Linked DNA regions of Mus musculus: regions 2 and 3 are each linked to region 1. Evidence: chromatin contacts called from public HiChIP or PLAC-seq and promoter capture Hi-C data. All regions are on one chromosome and are shown on one strand. Each heading gives the region's core, a stretch centred on a gene start, on an enhancer-like site or on the middle of the called end of the contact. The rest is flanking DNA. Distances are from core to core; before and after follow the strand shown. Region 1 holds the start of Cpne4 (copine IV). Region 2 has its middle 11 kb from the start of Col6a5. Region 3 holds the start of D030055H07Rik (a long non-coding RNA gene).

Region 1 (4,351 bases), core at 713-3,212:
TAATAAGTATGCATTTGCTGTCTACTATGTGGAGACACTCTCCTAGGTTTTGAGGCTCCAATCATGAACAAGTTAAAACAAAACAAAACAAAACAACCCCAGAGATATCACCTCCACAGAATTTAAATGTTAGAGTTCACAATCGACATGCAAGAAACATAAATAAGGCATTCATTTTCTTTATTTCGTCCAACACAAACTTCATCTCTAGGGTTAGATGCTACTGAATAAAATCTAGGAGGAATTAACAAACATATTGTGGATTTTACTTTCCCAGAATGCATCCTTCTTTCCCTAGGAGGAAACCCTGAGTGTTCCTGGGAGGTCAGTCCTTCCAGCTGTAGTCTGTGTGACTCAGATGAAGCCCCAGTCTGTTCCCAGGAGTACTGTGAACACATTTCCTGCTCCAAACACCAGGACCTGTCCTTTATTGTAACCTCACAAGCCAAAGCCCCAATAATGATTAGCTTGCGCATAATCACATGACCTAAGTGTTCTCAGTCAAGGCAGACCATGGATTTGTGTGTAAGCTCCATGATACAGCTAGATTCTCTCAGGGTTATTTTTTCTAGCCTTGTAGCTAATATGGCATCTCAGAACAGCATGTGAGGCGACTGGAATAAGAAAAATGTTGATTTTCTGGAAACTGTTTCTTCTCAAAGATCTTCTCCTTTGATTTCCAGGATCATTTCTGAGCCCCCTTTGCTTTCCCCTGTCATTTCTCCTTCTCTGGCCTTTGAAACTGGGAACTGTGTAGTGGTCTAAAGCTTATAACCAAAGCCTTCACCTTACAAGAGACCTTGTTGGGTAGTACTTCAGCAAGCAGAGAGGGAGACACCTTCCTCCCTTGCCTGGTGTGCTTACCCATCATTTCTAACTCTGTGCGACCCCCAGGTGCAGAGAGATCCTTTTATTCATTTGCTTTATGGATTATAAAGTCTAATTTGATTCTGATCATGGGCATACCCAGGGTGGATTTGGTTCTCCAGTTTATCTACTTCTGCGGAGACAACTAGAAACAGCCTGACGTGCCTCCTCATTGTTTCTTTGCCTGAATGTGACTTCGAATAAATTTGTGACAGAAAAGTCATCACTTCCAAACTACCCCATAAGGGAGAGAGATGTCACTTAGCAGCACTGCAAAGCAAAACATCAAACCCCCTATTTCTTGTGTAAATGCTTTGTAGTGTGTTCAAAGTGTTTTATAATATGTGACAATGGTTACTCCCTAAATAAGACCTATAGTTTTTGGTTTGGGCTTTTTGAGACAGGGTCTCTAACCTAGGGCGGTTTCAAACTCCCTTTGTAGTTGAGGGTAACTTTGCCTTTCTGAGCCTTCTGCCTCCACCTCCCAAAGTCTGGGGTTTCAGGGATGCAATGCCATGTACAAATGTACAAATGCCTGGCTTTGTACAATGTTACGGTTTGAATGCAGAACCCTCTACATGTTAGGCCAGTGCTCTAACAACTGTGGTTCAACCCCAGCCAAAAACTTTATTTTAAAACATACATTCCCCAGGTATGGTGACGTGTTTGTATTCAGGAAAATATTCTGATATGAAGAGAAAAATAGCTGTTCACTCATTTAATCATGCATTTATTGACATGTAGGTACCAAAATAAGTATTCAATGTCACCCCCATTTTTAGTGAGAGTTGAGCGAATCAAGAAGTTTTCTTGAATGTATGCAAAAAAAAGTATAGCCCTTATTCTCTCCTCTCAGCTCTTGTGGTTTCACTGCTTTATCATAGAATAAGGAGAAATTAATCACGTGCCTCTCAGGAGCTGGTGGGAATTGCAAAGCTGAGCAGGGAATCAGGGCTGAGGGCGCGGCAGGACCATGGAGAGCGCCAGGGCCGCGACCAGGGCGGGGCGTCGCTGAGTCCCCGGAACCCCCCAGGGGGCGCTCGAGAGGAGGCTTAAGAACTAGTATCTTGCTGGGCTGCTGGGCGCAAGGGTTTCGTCAGAAGGTGGAAATCTCAGCTAGAAGCTGCCATCTCCTGGCTCTCACCCCTCCCTCCCTCCCTTCCTCCTTTCCTTCCTCCCTCACTCCTCTGCTCCCTCCCTCCTTCCCCAGTTCCTTCCTCTTTACTCAGCGAGTTCCTGAGCCCAGCAGCTCCTTCCACGCCGTTCACCCTCTCCCCCAGCCCCCAGCCCCCAGCCCCAAGAATGGAGTCGGGGTTTCCAGAGCGACCAAACTCTCCTCCCAGCATCTTTATCCTCCTCGGCTGTTGCTAAACTACCCCCAGTGGACCAAAGAGGGGGGAGGGAAGCCCGACTCTCCTAAGACCTCTTTACAACTACATCACCCAGGACCTCCACTCCAAAGGCGGATTTTGCATCCTGGGGGCGTGACAGACCTGTCCCGGGCTGAATTCTCTTTCTAGTCTCTGAGGCTGGCACACCCAGGTGAGTAGATGCTAACTCTGAGTCCTGTGTTCTTGCAAACTCGTCAGGGCTGCTGCGTAGCCAGACCAACTTTTGAGAAGCTCTGGGTTTTCGCCCAGCCTGGCTTGTTTGTCATTGCTGTTGTTCTGAACAGCGGCAGGAGCAGCAGTCCTTAAAGGCAAAAAAACTTTCAGCCAAAATACCTGCTTTTCCCGCATAACTCTACTCGCCCAGGTGGAGTGGTAGGGAGGCCCCAGGCGGGACGACAGAGGGAGGGCTAGGTTAGGCTCTGGAAGTCCTGCGGGCTTGAGGGAGGATTATTATTGTTTTAGAAATGAGAAGGGGGATGGGACCATAGTCGGGGCTGGAGTTGCTGCTTCCCATTTGACAGCAAAAAAGGTGTGGGGCATCAGTAGTGTTAGCCAATGGCTTGATCCTCTGCTGTTTGAATTCGGCTTCTGCAAGAGGTTCTAATAATATTTAACTGCGTCCATGACACCGAGGCTCACAAGTAACCCATAGTCTTGCTCGCGGCTTTATTTGGCTCGGTCTCCAACATTTTTTTCTTTTTGTTAAATGAAATAGCAGGGTGGTAAAGGAGGAACTGGAAGTACTGGGAGTCGCGTCTGACTAGAGAGCTAAAACTCGGTATCACGTACTACGAAGGATTGCTAGAACTCAATCCAAGGGAGTCAGAAAGTGGTCCACACTGAGTTGAGCTGAACAGCAATGGGTGGGAGTGGACAGAATCCAAGGAATAGTCTTAGGAAGATGAACTCCATCTTCCTCTTAGTGTAAGTGGGCTTGGGGTGGGGGTGGGGGCTAACCTCATTATGCATTCCAGATTCTACTGGGGGGGGGGGCTTCCAGGATTTAGGGAAGATTACCTATGGAGAGTCAATGAGGTGGAAGCAGGACTTGCTAGGGTGGGGATGGGCTGGAGACAGGGATAGAGTCCTGGGAAAGTTGATAAGAGATATCTGTCTCCATGCTGTGGACCCACCCGCTCCTAGAAGGTCCATGCCTCTGGAACTGAAAAGCTTCACACTTGGTCTTTGAAACTCTGCAGACCAGACCAGGAGCTTCATCTTCCTGCTGCTTTGCAGAGTTTTGCCAAGCTCAGCTCTGGTTTCTCTTGGCTCACTTGTTTTTCTGTTTCCTGAACAGCATTTTGAGCTGTTACAGAGCACTTAAGTGTTCTTGACTAGTGAGCCATCTCTCCAGCTCCGACTTAAGTGACTTAAGTGTTCTTAACTGAGACTAAACTCCGACTTTATTTAAACACAACCCTAAAACTACCCTTGCACCAGAGTCCTCCCCACTCCTAACCCCTGCTTGCTCCTTCATAGTCTCTACTTTTGAAGGCATTTGTGGGTTTTGCCACACTGCAATGTAAGCCCCGCCCCTTCAAACTTTCTTTACAATGTAGGTCGGTGGTTTTGTATCCGTGGCCTGTTTTGTAGTTCACAGTAACAGGTTAAACTTCTTAGCCACAGCTGCTGAAAAGCCAGAGGCAAAGAGACCACTTTATTTGATGTCTTTCAAGTTTAGGAAGACCACATTTTTTTAAGCAGAAGATAAGATAGGACTCAAGAGGAGCTTCTCTGTAATTAGATAAGTTCTGATGTTTCCATTTCTCTACCCGAGCTGCCCCTGGGTCAAATTCATTTGATTTGCCTGCCAGGTGTGAAAGAGGGGCTGACAAAAAATCCATCTAGCAGATCAGGGCTCTGAGTCGAGTTGGTCAAAGCTCCTTACACACAGTGAGATGGATAAAAGTAGAGAGGAGGCTGGGAAATACAGTTAGGACACCCATGTGTGTTAGGCCAAAAATTTCACATTTTCTTTTGATGGAAAGATTCTGACAGTTTCATGGGTTCAAATTCAAACCACGTCAGAAGTAGGTGACTCCCCCTGAGCTTTATATAAAACCATCTGTTGGTCCACAGTGGGAATGGATGCA
Region 2 (3,877 bases), core at 469-2,968, 1.4 Mb after region 1:
TGCAGGTGGTGCAGGTGGTGCAGGTGGTGCAGGTGGTGAGTTGGAGGGGCCCAGGACAGCTCAAATAGAATAAAAACCCTGCTATGAGTTGCATCAGATCGGCTCCTGTCTGGTTTCGGGGATCACTAACATTTCTCTGGCACTACAGTTCTAGCCACTCTAGGATCCTGAGTCCAAGGAGGTTGGAGACTGGTTTTTAGTAAATATGAGTCTAAAGTGACAGAAGCCACATTCCAGTCACTCTGAAAGGATCTTTCAAAGATTAGTGCTGACTTGCAAAGAAGAGAGGGAGGCTTTGGGGAGCATTGGAACCCTGTGTTCCAGTCAGCATTGAGACTCTGGTCCTCCCATAAATACAGTGAAGAGGAAATGGCCTGACTTGGGCAACTTGAGCTGTGTTTTGCTCAATAAAAGAAGCCTGACTAAAAGAAAAATTGTTTCTCTCCCTTAATCTTGGTTATATTTGATTACTGAAGCTATTTCTTAGTCGTTTTGGCATTTAAAAACTGTTCTAAATTAACTTACAAATAGGACCACAGTAAAAGAATAAACAGTGAGATGCATTCTCTGTCTGCATTTCAAATAAAGAGCCAAGCATAGAGAACTTCATCTCCGATCCCACTCAACATATGGAGCCAAATACTTGAGCATACTCTGATCCAAGGTTCAACATGTTTCCCCCAGCAGATGGGGAAGTTTACAGAGGGTCAGGTCACCAAAGTGGGACTCAGAGTTAGCTCAAACTTATAAACAAAGCAGGCAACCCCAACGCCACTCTGTTGGCCAGTAAATTGTATGATAAGTGGCTAAGGCTCAAGACAAGCTTCAAAGGCGCTGTACTTGACAGGTTCTTAGGTTCCGGACTTCAGGTTTCCGGCTTCCCTTTTATGAGACAGGCATGTGCAACGGGCAGTGGGTAAGGCGGACTCAGCCTGCTCTAAATGCTGAGGCTCAGTGAGTGCTTCCAGCCACAGATGGGTCCCCTGTATGAACCTCCTTCCTCTGAGAATCAGAGCACAGTAGAAGAACGGTCAGACAGAATCGAAGAGTTGGGAGTCAGACAGCTGTGAAATGCTGTCCTCTGGACACAACAGGGCTGATGCACACTAACAAGTTTTTTCTCTCCCTTAGGGACGCAGATATAGGCTGGATTAGACCAGATTAAAAGTAGATAAAGACAGGTTTATCAGGAGGCAGCTCTAGCAGGTCCACAGATCTCACAGGTGGAGGTCAGTGGAGTCACACATCCGGGCTAAAGCAAGGGGGTTTTACAGAGCTTAGGCAAGGAGTGACGGCGTGCCAGCTAGGAGCTGGGATTCTGTCAAAAAGTGAGACCCTGGGCAGGCAGTCTTGGGTGGGTTGTTGGAAACTGGAGACAAGGAGTGATGACAAGTTAGCGGGAAGTTTCCTCCAAGCGGGGAGGGAGAGTTTTCTCTGGAAAGGCTGGGTTGGGGGAAGGAGGGAGTCGGGGATTTCCCAGCTTGAACAGGGGTAAGTAGGGGTTCCAGACTAACACATACTTAATTCAAAGTTTCTATGGCTGTACAAGAACAAGCCAATCAAAATTCCAGCACAAGTAGAGAAAAGGTCTCGTGACACCCTAGCCCTAGCCTAGGAGTTATTGGCAATTGATGAGGGGAAAAGAAGAGTCACGTGTCTTTGAACCGGTAGGCTGCCTGCCCAGGCTCCAGGGGATGACACCCTATCTAAGGCTGACTCAATCAGAATTCTTAGGGAATGGTGCCAAGAACGTGGATATGATAAGACACCAAGGGTGACTCTTTAGATAAAAACATTATTGGCAAAGATGAGCGCTAACAAGCCAAAGAATTGAGTCATGCATTCAAATGCACAGAATCCTGACCCACAGGGCACCAGGCACTCACTGTGCCTTTTCCATTGGCCCACATTTACACAGCCTCTCTGCCCTTCACAACAACCAGGTTTAAGGAGTCCAACTGCTAAACATTGTGTCTGTGGGAAGAAAGTAAGAACGAAGATGTCCTGTGGGCTCTGCAATAGGATCAAATCCTTGTGCAGTGAACGCCACAGGCGCCATGGGAGGGAGCAGAGGAAGCTTGGCGTAAGTGCGCCAAGAGCAGTTAAAGTCCTAGGTGAATATCATAGACATTTGAACAGCTATGTCACGCACCCAATGTCTCAGACCACCCATTGCGATGGCAACGCCTTCCTCTGGTCTAAACGTGAGCACGGACAGTGTGTTCAAGTACATATGTTTATGCACAACTGATCAATGTGTACAGAAACTAGCAACTACAGCTGCCTTCTCACGCTGTTTACAGCCTGAGACTTCTGGGCTACAGAGACCTCCCATTGAGCCTGGCTAACTCCTCCCTATGTGCTGTACATAACAAAGACATTGAGTGTCCATCTTAGCCTTTCTGTACACTGTGCCTGCACGTTATTTCTTTATTCCCTCACTGCCCCGAGACGTGGCTCCAGGGCCCAATCCATGCTGGATGTGGGAGAATATGTTTTAGTGAAGTTAAGGGTGAGGAATAGGTTATCTAAGAAGTCATGAGGTCCTGTGAGGCAGTCTGGTAGAACAGATACCAGAATTCTAACAAGACTAGGATGCAAGGTGTGGTTCAGGCTCCCAATGGAGGTCACTATGAGGACATGATGCCAGAAGGACTAAGTGGGAATTCACCAGGTAGAGGAAGAGGCAGGCACATCTGGAAGCTGATGGACCACCCGGAGGTAGATTAGATTATTTTACTTTACTGGGTCTCAGTCTGATATCTCGGAGACTGGTTAGGGCTAGGTAATGGCAGTGAATGGTGGAGATCACGTCTCTGCATCCTTGATTCTCAGCTTCTTAGACCTCCTGGAGTGCAGTGTCTCCATTTCCTTATGAATGAATCCTCTCCACTGGTGCATGGCTTTTCCTTGTGAGGTTACCTGTGTGGTTGAGATTCCCTTTCACCAGCCCACATGGAGAAAGAACAACAACAACAACCATCCAGTACCATCCAGTACCATCCAGTACCCTTTTGGCCCACCACATTGGTTTTAGTGGCAGTTGGGTAGACATGGGATATGTTCCCCAAGTGTCTTTCAGACCGTCTCTGAGACAGCTGCCCCCTAGAGCAGAGGGACTCCCCTAGTCTGGCCGTCCCTGTGGTAGCTTCCATCGGGCTTTCCTCTTAGCCATCCCAGTTCTCACCCTGTTCCCGGGCCTCCTGTGCTTAATCAGCGTGAGCCTCTCCTGATTCTCCTCCCATCTGTCTACATAATATTTCCTCACAAATGGACTGGATTATGGTTTCCCACTCTAGGGAATTTTTTTAATAGCCCCTGGTCCTTCAAAGTTTTCAATTTCTGAGCCTGGCATACCCGCCTTTGATCTCGGACTTGAGGCAGAGGCACGCTGATCTCTGTGAGTTCAAGACTAACCTGGTCTACATAGTGAGTTCCAGGACAGCAGGAACAGCAGAGTGAGACTCTATCTCAAAATAAATAAATAAATAAATAAATAAATATAATTTTTAATTTCTATATTTTCTAATTAGTTAATTTGTTTAGTGTTATATCATTTCTAGGACTTTTATATAAAACCATACTAAAATCTGAGCTTATTGGAGCTGATTTTTAATATCTGATATGGAAATCTCCTGAGATGAGCTATGGCTCAGGAGTAGATCACTAGCCTAGTTTGTGGGAGGCCAGGGCTTTTATGTCCAGCACCACAAGGAGGAAAAAGGGGAAGAAAGAAAAAGAAATAGAGAAAAAAGGAAGAAAAGAAGAAAAAGAAAAAAAAAGAACCGTGAAAGCTCATTATGATGACTCTAAAAATTAACAACAATGTGTGTCACTTTGTACTGCTTGGAGAATGATCTATACTATAGCTATATTC
Region 3 (4,111 bases), core at 1,143-3,642, 1.6 Mb after region 1:
TATATGAGCCTGGACCAACTGCCAAGTGGCCCCTGTGCCTGCCTTGTCTTTCATGGAGTTGTGGACAGGGTCCCAGAGTTAGAGGCTCAGGCAGGCCTCCAGCAGCTTCCCTCCCACCTCAGGGCTAGACAGTATCTGTCTCTCAAGTGTGCCCAAATGTGCCTTGGCATGACCATTCGCTCTCACAGCTCCTCTGCCTGCTTGCCTGCCTGTCTGCCTGCCTGCCTGCCTGCCACATCTCCGCAAACATATGCTGCCACTCCACACCAGGCAAATACCACATGCTCACTTTTTGGTGGGCAAATCTCCTTCCTGCTCCCTCACTTCCCTCCCAGGCCTGCAGCTGAGCACTGCTCACCCTACCCCAGTCAGGTCTCAGGATCCCAGTAGGTGACACCCACTCATTCATTCACTGACTGTACAGACATTCATTCATTCGTTCAACATGATCTGGGCTTCATTGCTCTGGCTCCATCAATAAAAGACAAGTCATTGAGCCAGTCTTTCAAAAGCAGGCAAGTTATGTAAACAACTGGAGTGGGGTTAGGAGGATGAGTGAATGCATGAATGGCAAATATACAAAGGAAAGAAAATGGAGCAAAATACTAATAATTGTTGAATAGTAAGAATAGTTGAGAATTGGAGAGATGGCTCAATGGTTAAGAGCACTGGCTGGCTGGTCTTGCAAAGGACTCAGGTTTGATTCCCAGACTTCCTATGACAGCTCAGAACCAGCTGCAAGTCCATTTCTAGGGATCTATTACCCTCTTCTACCTCCATTAACATCAGTCTCACATGTGGTCCACAGACATACATGTCATAAAAAAAATCAAAATAATTTTTTTTAAAAATTGAATAAACTAAACACAATGTCTTGTGTCTGTAATGCCAGCACTAGAGAAGCTGAGGCAGAAGGATTACTGCAAGTTCAAGGCCAGCCTCAGCTATATGGCAAGTACCAACAAAGACTGGACTAGGGTGTGTGACCCTGTCTCAAAAAAAAAAATAAGATAAATATATATCCCCAAGGATATATGGGTGTCACATTCATACTATTCTTATTCTAGTAATTTTTTTAAAGTTCAAAATCATTTGTTAGTAAAATAAGTAGCAGGCATATTTGTGTGTGTGTCTGAAGGCTCTGGCAGGGGGATTGCAAGTCCACCCTGGGCTGCATAGGGGTTCCCAGACCAGCCTAGCTACTTAGCAAGTTCATATCTCCAATAATTATAACAATGGTGAGGAGGAGGAGGAGGAGGAGGAGGAGGAAGAAAAGGAGGAGAGACAAGCAGCTGGAGATGAGGCTCAGTAGATAAAACAATTGTTGGACAAGCATGAAGACCAGAATTCATATCCCCAGCATCCAAGTCAAGCCAGGTGTGGCTATGAGCCTATGACCCCTGAAACTGGGAAACTGGGAGGCAGAGACAGGCGAATCCCAGGGAGTTACTGGTCAAGTCAAAAACATGAGGTTCCGTGAGACCGGCCACTGAAGAACACCTGCCACAGTCAGCCCCTGACCATATGCATGCACATGATGAGAGCATCCCTGCACACATGCACACATGCATATACCACACACGAGGACCAGGGATGTAGTTCAGTGGTAGCATGCTTGTCTAGCATGTGCAAGATGATGAGTCCAGCCCTTAATGTTGTGGTTGTTGCTGTTGTTGCTTTTTGCTGTTTTTGAAGTAATAAGAAAGAGAAAAGAATCTTCTCTTTTGTTGGCGCTCCAGGTTCCAGGAGAAGACTTTTCTGGCAGCCAGATGATGTGACTCTGCAGTTTGGAGCTCAAGGGTTTACTCTCCCCACAGCCATCAACCATCACCACAACGTTACACAAGCCCGTATTGCATCCCCTCCCTCCAAGAAAATGACTATGAGGAACCTCAGGGTGGACAGGAAGTGAGCTTTCTTTGGTGGAAGGGCAGCTGGAGCGTCTGCACTTCAGAGCCTAAGAGGAGAGACCTGCCCACCCCTGGTTGCTACCCAGGGGCCCCCTCTTCACTCCCCCAGCACTAACACATGCTCTGGCAGCCAAGACAACTTTCCCAGGCGGTGAGTGCCCTTGCTCATCACAGCAGCTTGGCAGCAGAGAATACCAGTTCACCTCTCTGCAACAGGCAGCCCAGGAGGTCCATGGGGTGGCTGGGTGGGTGGGAGGCCTCTGCTTTGGGAGGGCCTGTGAGGAAATGCTCTGCCTCCACCTTACTGCGTCTTTCCTTGCTTGGGTCCCCACCACTCTGCTTCCTCCATATGCCCACTATCCTCTCCCTCTCCCTTGGGGCTCCGCAGACTCCCCCCTCCCGCTCCCGACTGTCTCCTCCCACTCCCCATCACAGGCAGTAGCACCGGGATCCTGATGTGTGGCCAGTCCTGGAGTGTGAGTTAGGGTGTTCAGGGCTCTCGAGGAAAGGGAACCCTGCCTGTTCCCCCAGCCCCTGGACCTTGAGGGGCCACTTTAGCCTTGACAGCCCCTGCGAACCTGCTGTGGATTCAGGACACTCCTCTGTGTGCTCCGGGCTGGTGCACCTGCGGTCAGCAGGGGTCCCACTCCTCCCCTCAGACACCTTTGTTCTCTTGTCTTTGTGGCTGGCCCTGGCTTCCCAAGCCAGCCCACCAGCCCTTATCCTTTGCCGGGCAAGTCCCTCTCCCAGCCACCACCCCCCCCCCCTTCTTGCACAGCTTTGTACCCATTCAAGTCTCAGATCAGAACCTGGCATGGGACAGGGTGGGACCCCACCGCTCACTGCAGCCCTTCCTCCCCCAATGCTCCCTCTTCTGCCCACATCCCCTTATTTGCCCCAATCCCCTCACCCTGCCCTTGCTCCCCGCCCCTCTCTCCTCTCGGCCTGGCCCCCTCCCGATTTCCTCTTCCCTCCTTTCTTGGCCCTCCAGTCCGGGGAGTCAGGCTTTCTCTCGGCAGGGACAGGGGCAGCTCGTCCTCCCCTCTTTCCTCACCCTCTCCCTTCTCTCTTCCCCCTCCAGCCTCCACTCCTCAGTCCTCGCCTGCTCACTCACCCTCTCCCTCTCCCGCTGCCCCCCTCTTTCTCCCCCACCTCTTTGTTTCAGCTGAGAACCGGCTCCTCGGGACAGTTCCCACACTGCAGTGCCTCTGGTGAGGAGACAGCGCCACTGAGGTAAGCCGGGGGTTCGGGAACACATGCACGGGGCAGCCGAAGCCCTGGGGGGGGCGGACAGGTGGGGACAGTGGGCAGCCCGGGCCACATCACTTCTCTGCCCAGGACAACGGAAGCAGCAGAGTGTTAGCCGCAGGTGCCCTACTACTGGTCAGCAAGAGCAGGGTGGAGGGAAACGGATAGCAGGGAACTGGCAGGCTGTCCCTGTCCCGGTACCCAGCTAATGCTGATGGCCCACGGCTGAGGGAGACCCGCGGGAGATCCGATAGAGTGAAAGAGGAGGCTGGGACACCGGACCAGCCCACCCTTGAAGGTTTGAGTCTACGCCCAGTCCTTCCTGCCTCTAGCTAGGCTGCGGCTAGGAGATTGCCAGGGGGCATCAACCACGCTACCACATTGTGACCCTCACAAGTGCCTGTCCGGGGGCGGCGGGGTGGGGGTGGTTGGTTGTATAGTTCGGCATGTACTGGGGCCGGGGCGTTCCTACTGCCCAGGTGGAGGAGGAGGCGGGGCAGAGCTCTCTCCCCTACCACCAGCTCCCGGCTTTCCTCCAGCTTAGCTACCGACCCCAGATTCACAAAGCCATAGGAGATGGGGCATCATTCCCTTCTCTGCGGGTCTTTGATCAGCTCCCGCCCAAACCCGGTGCCCAGGACAGTATTCCTGGCGTTTAAGGGCAAAGAAAAGGTATTCCTGCAATTAGCTCTCTGGAACTGGGAGGGACAGAAAGGTATCCGTGCTCTGTAGGAGTAGGGTGAGGAGATGGAACGCAGCTAGAGAGAGAACCCTGGCTCTTGAGCGCACTACAAGTGCACTTCCTGGGACATCCTGGAGCATCAGAAGATACTGGGCGGTGAGCGGAGTGAATGAAAGGGACAGGAGCGGAGCCACCTGGCCCCTCTCAGCTGAGCTGGACTGAAAAGCTCATAGTCCCAAGAGCTCTGCCGGTGGCAGGAGAGCCAGAAGAG

What was found. Promoter capture Hi-C pulls out the DNA fragments that hold promoters and counts their contacts. HiChIP or PLAC-seq counts read pairs in DNA pulled down with a chosen protein or histone mark.
Region 2: an H3K27ac HiChIP or PLAC-seq map of embryonic stem cells shows a contact between it and region 1, with 7 times the contacts expected there. The contact joins the enhancer-like site here to the promoter of Cpne4 in region 1. A contact is called at or near these places in 1 of 39 promoter capture datasets (embryonic stem cells), 1 of 15 datasets of contacts at CTCF or cohesin (pro-B cells) and 1 of 115 datasets of contacts at active chromatin or transcription factors (embryonic stem cells).
Region 3: a promoter capture Hi-C map of hippocampal neurons shows a contact between it and region 1, with 8 times the contacts expected there. The contact joins the promoter of D030055H07Rik here to the promoter of Cpne4 in region 1. A contact is called at or near these places in 4 of 39 promoter capture datasets (the 3T3-L1 cell line, embryonic stem cells, hippocampal neurons and 1 more).

What each region holds. Positions count from the first base shown.
Region 1 is chr9:104,567,693-104,572,043 of GRCm38.p6, forward strand. Cpne4 (copine IV) reads left to right here and starts at 1,963. Exons shown (of 16, transcript NM_028719.3): 1 at 1,963-2,409.
Region 2 is chr9:105,969,368-105,973,244 of GRCm38.p6, forward strand. No RefSeq gene overlaps it. Among named protein-coding and RNA genes, the nearest start is that of Col6a5, 11 kb to the left of the region's middle. Within about 2 kb of position 1,719, at least 10 of the 459 cell types and tissues checked have an H3K27ac peak or open chromatin away from gene starts, as enhancers often do. A contact at or near this core is called in embryonic stem cells, where this site is marked.
Region 3 is chr9:106,145,603-106,149,713 of GRCm38.p6, forward strand. It overlaps D030055H07Rik (a long non-coding RNA gene), which reads left to right and starts at 2,393. Exons shown (of 7, transcript XR_003948237.1): 1 at 2,393-3,143.